Linked DNA regions of Sus scrofa: all the other regions are linked to region 2. The links are chromatin contacts, called in public HiChIP or PLAC-seq maps. All regions are on one chromosome and are shown on one strand. Each heading gives the region's core, a stretch centred on a gene start, on an enhancer-like site or on the middle of the called end of the contact. The rest is flanking DNA. Distances are from core to core; before and after follow the strand shown. Region 1 has its middle 75 kb from the start of JUN. Region 2 overlaps FGGY (FGGY carbohydrate kinase domain-containing protein). Region 3 has its middle 28 kb from the start of MYSM1.

Region 1 (2,700 bases), core at 142-2,641, 650 kb after region 2:
CTCTGGGAGGTAAGTGTCATTATTATGCCCAACTTACAGAGAGGTAGCAAAGACTCAGGAAAGCTCTTAGTTCAGAAAAGAACTCACATCCCAAAAGTTAGAGACCTGGAGCTCAAATCTAATCCACTTATTCCCAATCCCCAGCTCTTCTCAGTGCCAAGCCTCCTCCCATTCCTTCTGAGACTTAGTGTCCTTATCTCAGGTAACCATCCCTCCCCCAGCACTTAGACTACTTGTGAAGATCAGAGGAGGCAAGGTGCTTAAAAATGCTTTGAGGAGCTGTAATGATTCCTTTCCTCCATTCTTCCCTCTCTTACTCCCTACTTTCTTTTCCTCCTTAAATATTTGCTTAACAGATTTAATATTCTAAGTGCTAGGACAATCAGCTGGGATGCCAAGATGCATGATACACAGTCTTTGCCTTCAAGGAGCAGCCATTCTGGCTGGAGGATACAGACGGGTTCAAGACCCTTCACAAAGAATGTCAATAGTGTAAAAAGAAAAGTAGATATAATAAAGATTGCTCAGAGGTAGGTGTGATGGACTCAGGTAGAAGAGCAGGACAGTTAGAGATGTCTTCCTGGAGGAGGTGACCTCTGAACTAGGTTTGGAAGAAAGACTTGCAATTCTTCAGGTAAATGATGTTGGGAAGATGTGGGTGGGCTGAGAGGGTATTCCAAGGAAAGAAAGGAACATTTACTAAGGCACAGAGATTTAGAACAGCATGGTGTATTCAGGGGCCTGGAAGTTATGCAGTAGAGCTGGGGTATTGAGTAAGGACCAGGGGTGGTGAGAGATGGGACTAGAGAGGTCAGAAGGGGTCAAAGGAATATTTGATGACAGCTTAAGGAGCTTTGGTTTATTCTGGGTGCAAGGAAGAGTTTCAAAAATGGTTCAGCTCCTGGAGGTAGGTGGGCAGGCAGTGGGTGAGGGGAGAAGAGGGTTTGAAGGACAGGGTGGTTTCATGGTACAACATGAAATTAGCGGTCTCAGACCAGAGACCACCCAGAGTGACACATTCCATGAACTGGAGAGGTGGCTCCCGGTCAACAGTGAGATGATGAATGCTCTCTGTGTGACTGAACCGGAAGTAAAAGACTCCAGGAAAAAAAAAAAAAAAGCAGTTCAGTTCAAAGACAACATCATCCTGGTTTTAGAGCTAGCACATGGGTCTCAGAGTGCAGAACAGATATGTGGAGAGAGGGCTATCCATCCTGTCACCCTTTTCCATGTTCCCAGATCCATTCTCAACCCCTCTGCCAGCTCTGAGCACCCCTGCCCCAGGAGGCTGACCCTGCTGACTGGGCCTTCTGGCACCCTAGAACCAGACTTCTATACTCAAACAACAGGAAGCTTCAGCAAGGAGAAGGAAGGTGGGCAGAGGAAGCATCATGTGATTTCTTCTGTTTCCTCCCTGCTTCTGCATAGACTTTCTAGTATTTCCCACGGGGCAACACTTCCTCACTGGTTCTAGTTTTCACTGAGCTTCAGTATCTTTATTTCTTCCCCTTGTCCCTCTGGTCCTAGAGATGGTAACAGCTTCCAGCTGTTGCTAGGCTCTGGGAAACTTGACATCTTCTTCTTGCCATGAACCCTGTCACCACCTATGTGTCCCTCCACTAATGGCTCTTCATTGAAATGATGTGAAGTGAGTTCTGCTTCCTGCTGTGACCCTGACTGATTCAGGGGTCAAGATCAGATACAGGCCTGGAGAGGGGCAGGGCCATGGCAGCAATCTGAGAGAAAGATGCATTGATATTGGGAGTGAAGAAAAGGGAGCAGGGTGGAGATTCTTTCCAAGCAGAAAACCTTGAGTCCTGATTTCAGTTTGTGCTGGTCTCCAGGAAGGGGAAGGTCCTGGGGGACTGAGTGGGTGGTGGGATGTTCCCCAAAATGGAGAATTCAAGAGGAGAAGCTGGTTCCAGTGGGCTGATGAGGTCAGTTTTGATCAGAGGTGCATCAGGAAGAGATGTCCAAGAGACCAGTGGATCAAAGGATCTGACCTGGAGATTCAGCCAAGGTACCAGCAGCACAGAGCTGATAGTTGAGGCCCACAGACAACATAGAAATGCATTAAATTTGCCACAAACTCATCTCTTTGGTTCTTTCTTAATAATTATTGATATCTAAAGAAGTAGGGTTCTAATGATCCAAGATGTTATAGAAGACTCTATTCAGAAGTTGTCTGCCTTGCACCTTGATTAACTGCCCCCCTTTTAAAGATGAAGGGGTTTGTTTTTCAAATCCACAATTTTCCCTGGCTCTCCATTTTGTAATTCCTATTTTTCACCACCAGATTGTTTGCTGGGGAAAAGAACAAAAACAGCAACAGATGTCTTTGTTTGGGGGTTTTGCAAAACTCTCTGGTTAAGATAACACTTTCAATTAAAGAAATTATATCATCCAAATACCATATGCCGACAAGCCCTCATTTGCAAAAAAATCACCTGCTTTCAGAAACTGTTTGAAGAGTCCTCTCAAACCAGCTCTCAATAACTCAGTTGGGCATCAAAACAGATCCCTCTCTTCTCTCCTCTGGATTCTGAAAGCCTCAGTGCAGAAAGCCAAGTCAAGAGGGCAACCTCTGATTTGTCCTCAGAGTTCATCACCAATTCCTCCTCGCACATGCTCACACATACACACACATACACACACACACACACCCCTTCATGTGTGTAGCCTCTGCTATTCATTGAATAT
Region 2 (2,700 bases), core at 196-2,695:
AGGACTCTTAAACTTGAAGTTCCATTTAAAACTTTGTCCAGAGAAACAAATAGAAGGAAAGCGCTTTTTTTTGTTGGTCATTTTTGGCTATCCCACGGCATGTGGAGCTCCCAGGCCAGGGATCAGACTGGAGCCAGAGTCATGACCTAAGCCGCAGCTGCAGTAATGCCGGAGCCCTAACTCACTGGTCTGGGCTGGGGATCAAACCTGTGTCCCAGTGTTCCCAAAAATGCTGCTGACCCTGTTGTGCCACAACGGGAGCTCCAGGAAAGCTTTTTTTTTTTTTTTTTTGAAGGGCTGCGAGAAAGTCTGGCACCAAGTCCTCTCAGGTAGTGGCCTTGGACCCTCCCAGGCAGGTAATCACTGTGTCCTTTCTGCCCAATAATATGAGGGCTGATGACAGAGACTAAGCCTTGAAAAGGGCTCACTTCATATGAAGCACATTATATTGCCTCAAATCACCTTCATGATACTATGAGATATGTATTATACTTCCCACATCTCGCACAGGAAGGATCTGGGGCCCGGAGGTGTGAAGTGCCCAGCCCAAGGGCCCATCCTTAGCTCATGGAGGATGTGGGATTGGAAACCAGTCTGGAAACACAGCCCCACCACCCCTGCAAAATGAAAACCCCCGATGCCATGCCTGGTACCTACCAGATGCTCAGTATCACAGGCTCAATCTGCATCTATACTGTGGAGCCTTTTACTGTCATACCTATTATAATTCCATCTCACCAATGGGAGGCCCTATGTTATCCTAGTGTCCCCAGGATTTGCCACAGTCCCAGACACAAGGGCAGAGGATCCATGAATAAGTCAATGTATCGATATTTACGCAACCAAAATATTTTATGGTACAAGACGATCACTGGTCCCTACGGCAGCTAAACAGTTTCGCATCATATGTACCCTCCATTGTCACAGGGCCTCTGCCCTCGACTGCATCTCAGACCCCACTCTAATCCTTACTCATGCCCCCGCCGCTCACTCCCCCATTTGCCCTCCTCCTCCTCCACCACTCTCGCCCCTATTTTACTTATCTGGGAAAAATTCAAGGAGTCGTCCATCTCAGTTTAACAGAGTAATGACTTTTAAATAAAAATATGGTAGAAATGGGTACTTATCGAAATGGAATGCTTTCAGACTCATGCATTTAAAGAAGATATAAATTTTAGGGCAGGCACTAAATTTTAGCTGCAATCTTGGAGAAAGCCTTTCTACTAATTCATGGAGAAAAATTAGCAAAGTGAAAATTGCTTATCAGTGTTCTTTCAAAGTCGTGATATGCAGCCTAATTCTATACATCACCAGGGCGCTCCCAGGGAGATGGATTTATATTGATTGAGAGAGAGCTCAGTGGCCAAGGAAAACAGACACCCCTTTGCAAAGAAGACGCAGCTACCCATTGGGGACAGATTGTCTGGGAGCGAGGCGTTGCCATCTCTGGATCCGATTTCACCCCTCAAGCCATGGGTTCTCTGGCCAGGGTGATGTTAAAGGCAGACTCTACCCTTTTCACACTTTTTAAGAATTTGGCCCCTGGAAAAGGGTCTGGCAAATCTAATAAGCAAGGCTATTAGTGGGAAGGCTGGGCTTCCAGCTAGATAAACCACGGTGTGTGTGTGGTGGGGGGGCAGGAAGGGAGGAGCTGAGGGGCAAAGGGGCCAGCGGTTCCCTCCTCCCAGGCTGGCCATCCTCCCGAGTGTGGCAGCCCCGCCCTCACCCGGCAGACTCACCCCCATGTGACAAGAAGATGTTCCACAGATGACAGCCAGCCGTGACGTCACTGGCTGTCCCTCACAAGCGAGGCCGTGCCCCCTCACATCTGCTCCAATCACTCCTGTGAGAAAGCAAAACAAAACTCTCTTAGAAAAAGGAGAAGGAAAGAAAGCTAAAACAAACATAATGATACTCTCTTTTTTATACCAAAGGACGTTGAGACCACGTCTCAAACAGACGTGCAGACCAGTCTCAAACAGAAACCAAAAGGGCTCACTGGTCAGCCTGGGCAACCAGGAAACCTGTTTTTGGCTTTCAGCGTCAGTGTATGGCATCCAACACTGGAATAATAAGTCACTGTCATTAGAATAATAAAGGCACCCGCTATCAGTGATTTTTTTGCTCACAAAATCCCAGACACTCTGCTGATGTTTATATGTACGGTCTCATTTTATAGGAAGCCTATCAAGCTGAAATGATGAATGGCACACATCAGCAGAGGAATGAAGGCTCATCTATGGGCTGAGTGACCCGTCCAAGGTCACACTGCTGGGAAGGGGCAGGGCGGAGGGGACTCTGGTTTGACACATCACATTTCCATCTCACTGAAGGCGACAGAATCCTCTGATGATCAGATCTCTGGGTCACCATCCTCAGTACTGCTCATCCCAGAACTTGGAATAAAGGACAGAGTGACTGACAGTCAGTGTCTGTTGAAAGAACGCCAGGTAGCAGAGAGTTTCCCATAAATGGTATAAGCTCAGGCGGCTTTGCACGGAGTGTGTTCCTTGATACTTGCTGGGCAAGTGAAGTTACAAGTGTGAGGGCAGAGTCAGACTGTTTAGAGCCCGGAGTCACCCATCATTTATCCAAATACCCATAAGCACCTTCTACCCATAAAATGATACACGGGGCGTGTTCTTTGATACTTGTGGGCAAGTGAAGTTACAACTGTGAGGGGAGAGTCAGAGAGAGTGT
Region 3 (2,710 bases), core at 210-2,709, 770 kb after region 2:
CTCCTAGAACCAAGAGGTGGAAGTTCTAGGGAGGCAAATGTCAACCAATTGTTTTAACTTTTAAGAATTTGAAATGGCCTCCTCTGGAAAGTAGGAATCCTGTTACCTCAAGAGGGAGGAAAGCAGAAATTCCCGCACAGCTTGGGTTGGGTTATATGATTTCTGAAGATTCTTTGAACCCTAAGAGTCTATGATCTTATGGTCCTTTGTTATTTGCAAACCTGAAAGTGTTCTGCTGCACGGGGATCCTCACCTTTCACAGCTCTTCGGTTACACCCATGCCTCAGGCAGGTCTGGCTTCTCACTTTCACCCAGTTTGCTTGCAAACCTGTGTTTGTGGAAGAATTCCCTTTGCACTGCTTACTGCAGGGAATTGTTGAGATTTCCTCAACTGAGTATGGAAAGCAGGAGAGGAGTGGAAAGAGGCACAAGCGGTAGATTAGGAGTGAGGTCTTGGGTTTCAATCCCAACTCCACTGCTTGTATATCGTGGGATCTTGGTTCAGTCAGTGGGCTTTGTGATTCTCACTTTATTCATATGTAAAAAGTAAATAATGATAATAATAATAATAATAACTACCTTACAAAGTTGATTTAAAAAATAAATAACACCTGGTTTTCATGCATTATTTCTTTTTTTGTCTTTTTTTTTTTTTTTAGGGCCACACCCAAGGCATGTGGAAGTTCCCAGGCTAGGGGTCTAATTGGAGCTGCAGACTCCGGCCTATACCCCAGCCACAGCAATGCCAGATCCCAACTGCATCTGCAACCTACAGCACAGCTCATGGCAATGCCCGATCCTTAACCCACTGAGTAAGGCCAGGGATCGAACCTGCACCCTCACAGATACCAGTCAGATTCATTTCCACTGAGCCACGACAGGAACTCCCACATGCATTATTTCATTTAGTCCTTCCAACAGTCCCATGATGTGTAGGTTCCATTCGTCTCATTTCACAGATGAGAAAACTGAGGTTTAGAGAGTGTCACGCATTTGCCTAAATGTTGAAGCTAAAATTAAAATCAACTGATCCAACTCTACAGGCTGAGTACTTTATAATGCCCACCCACCATAATGTCAGAATTACATGAAATAGGACCTATCATGATAGACTTAATACAGAGCCTGGAGCATGATAGGGACTCAGTAAATGCTGGTTTTCTACTCTTATTCTTGTGACTTAATCTTCTAAAAACTCCAGGTAACCAAAATTCATCTCTTCCTTCCTTCCTTCCTTCCTTCCTTCCTTCCTTCCTTCCTTCCTTCCTTCCTTCCTTCCTTTCTTTCTTTCTTTCTGCCACACTTGTGACATATGGAAGTTCCTAGGCTAGGGGTAGAATTGGGGCTGTAGCTGCCAGCCTACCATGCAGCTCACAGCAACACCGGATCCTTAACCCACTGAGCAAGGCCAGGGATCCCACTCATGTCCTCTTGGACATTAGTCAGGTTTGTTTACACTGAACCGAAATGGGAACTCCCAGAATTCATCTTTCAGTGCCATGCCCCTGCACTGCCTTCATCCTCAGGCTGGTTACGGGATGGTGGCAACAGTCCAAGAGTCTGATCAAGATGCCACACAGAAGCTCTTCTTGTTCTTTCTCAGGAGCCAGAAAACTCCCTAGAAGCCTCCTCTCATATCTTACTTAATAGAGTTGGGTCCACAGTCTTGTTCCTAAACCAATCACTGGCAAAATTGGACAACCCTTGGGCCAAACAGGCCTACACCTGGAGCTGGTCAGCTTCCAAACTCAGCCTTCTGCTTGGAAAGAAAAAGGAGGAAATGGATGCTGGTAGGCTGTCCACTGTCTCCCCTACACCCCTGTTGTCCTGATAAGAAAGTCAAGGCTCAGAGTTCCCTTTGGGACTCAGCAGTTAATGAACCCAACTAGGAACCAAGAGGAAGTGGGTTCAATTCCTGCCCTCGCGCTCAATGAGTTAAGGATCCGGCGTTGCCCTGAGCTGTGGTCTGAGTCGCAGACTCAGCTCAGATTTGGCATTGCTGTGACTGTGGTGTAGGCCAGAGGCTGTAGCTCCGATTCGACCCCTAGCCTGGAAACTTCCATATGCCCCAGGTGCAGCCCCCCAAAAAAGTTAAGGCTCAGAAGGGTTTAATTAATCTGTCCAGGATCCAAGGGCAAGGGTAAGGTGGTAGGAAGGGAAGTTCATACACAGGGTGGATCTCAGGTAAGGAGGAGGCCAAGGGCTGTGGCATTGATCACTGGATCCCACCCCTAGAAATTCTGTTCACTTGGTTTGGGATGCAGTCTGGGCCTCAAGATTTATAAAAGCACCTCAGGATATTTTAATGTGCAGCCAACGTGAGAACTGCCCGTTTAGGAAAAGAGCTATTGAAATGTGGAGGGGCTGCAGCCAAAGGCAGAGAGTCTGGACTGGGTACCAAAGATCCTGTCTGTCCTGTTTCTCCTCAGTAACGCCAGCATCCACCAAGGATGCCCCATGTTCCAGGCGTAGCTGAGCCCTCAGCATTGACATCTTGTAGGCAGTCACAACTGAGTGGATCCCAGATGCTCTACGCAGAGAATGAATACCTCTCATACAACCTCCACCAAGTCATAGTGCTTCCATGTTACCGATGAGGAAGCAAGAGCCCAGGAATTTTCAGTCTCTCCGCCTCTGTACTGTCAAGTCCTGCCCATCAGTGGAAGAAATTGGGAGCTGGAGAAAGAAAAGGGAGGCTGTTCTCTCTCTT

The links. HiChIP or PLAC-seq counts read pairs in DNA pulled down with a chosen protein or histone mark.
Region 1: an H3K27ac HiChIP or PLAC-seq map of alveolar macrophages shows a contact between it and region 2. The contact joins two enhancer-like sites. A contact is called at or near these places in 1 of 47 Hi-C or Micro-C datasets (epiblast stem cells) and 1 of 2 datasets of contacts at active chromatin or transcription factors (alveolar macrophages).
Region 3: a contact with region 2 is called in an H3K27ac HiChIP or PLAC-seq map of alveolar macrophages. The contact joins two enhancer-like sites. A contact is called at or near these places in 2 of 2 datasets of contacts at active chromatin or transcription factors (alveolar macrophages and skeletal muscle).

The regions. Positions count from the first base shown.
Region 1 is chr6:153,609,845-153,612,544 of Sscrofa11.1, forward strand. No RefSeq gene overlaps it. Among named protein-coding and RNA genes, the nearest start is that of JUN, 75 kb to the right of the region's middle. Within about 2 kb of position 1,392, at least 4 of the 83 cell types and tissues checked have an H3K27ac peak or open chromatin away from gene starts, as enhancers often do. A contact at or near this core is called in alveolar macrophages, where this site is marked.
Region 2 is chr6:152,959,051-152,961,750 of Sscrofa11.1, forward strand. FGGY (FGGY carbohydrate kinase domain-containing protein) reads right to left here. Exons shown (of 16, transcript XM_021097811.1): 8 at 1,740-1,843. Among named protein-coding and RNA genes, the nearest start is that of HOOK1, 250 kb to the left of the region's middle. Within about 2 kb of position 1,446, at least 29 of the 83 cell types and tissues checked have an H3K27ac peak or open chromatin away from gene starts, as enhancers often do. A contact at or near this core is called in alveolar macrophages, where this site is marked.
Region 3 is chr6:153,726,167-153,728,876 of Sscrofa11.1, forward strand. No RefSeq gene overlaps it. Among named protein-coding and RNA genes, the nearest start is that of MYSM1, 28 kb to the right of the region's middle. Within about 2 kb of position 1,460, at least 1 of the 83 cell types and tissues checked has an H3K27ac peak or open chromatin away from gene starts, as enhancers often do. A contact at or near this core is called in alveolar macrophages, where this site is marked.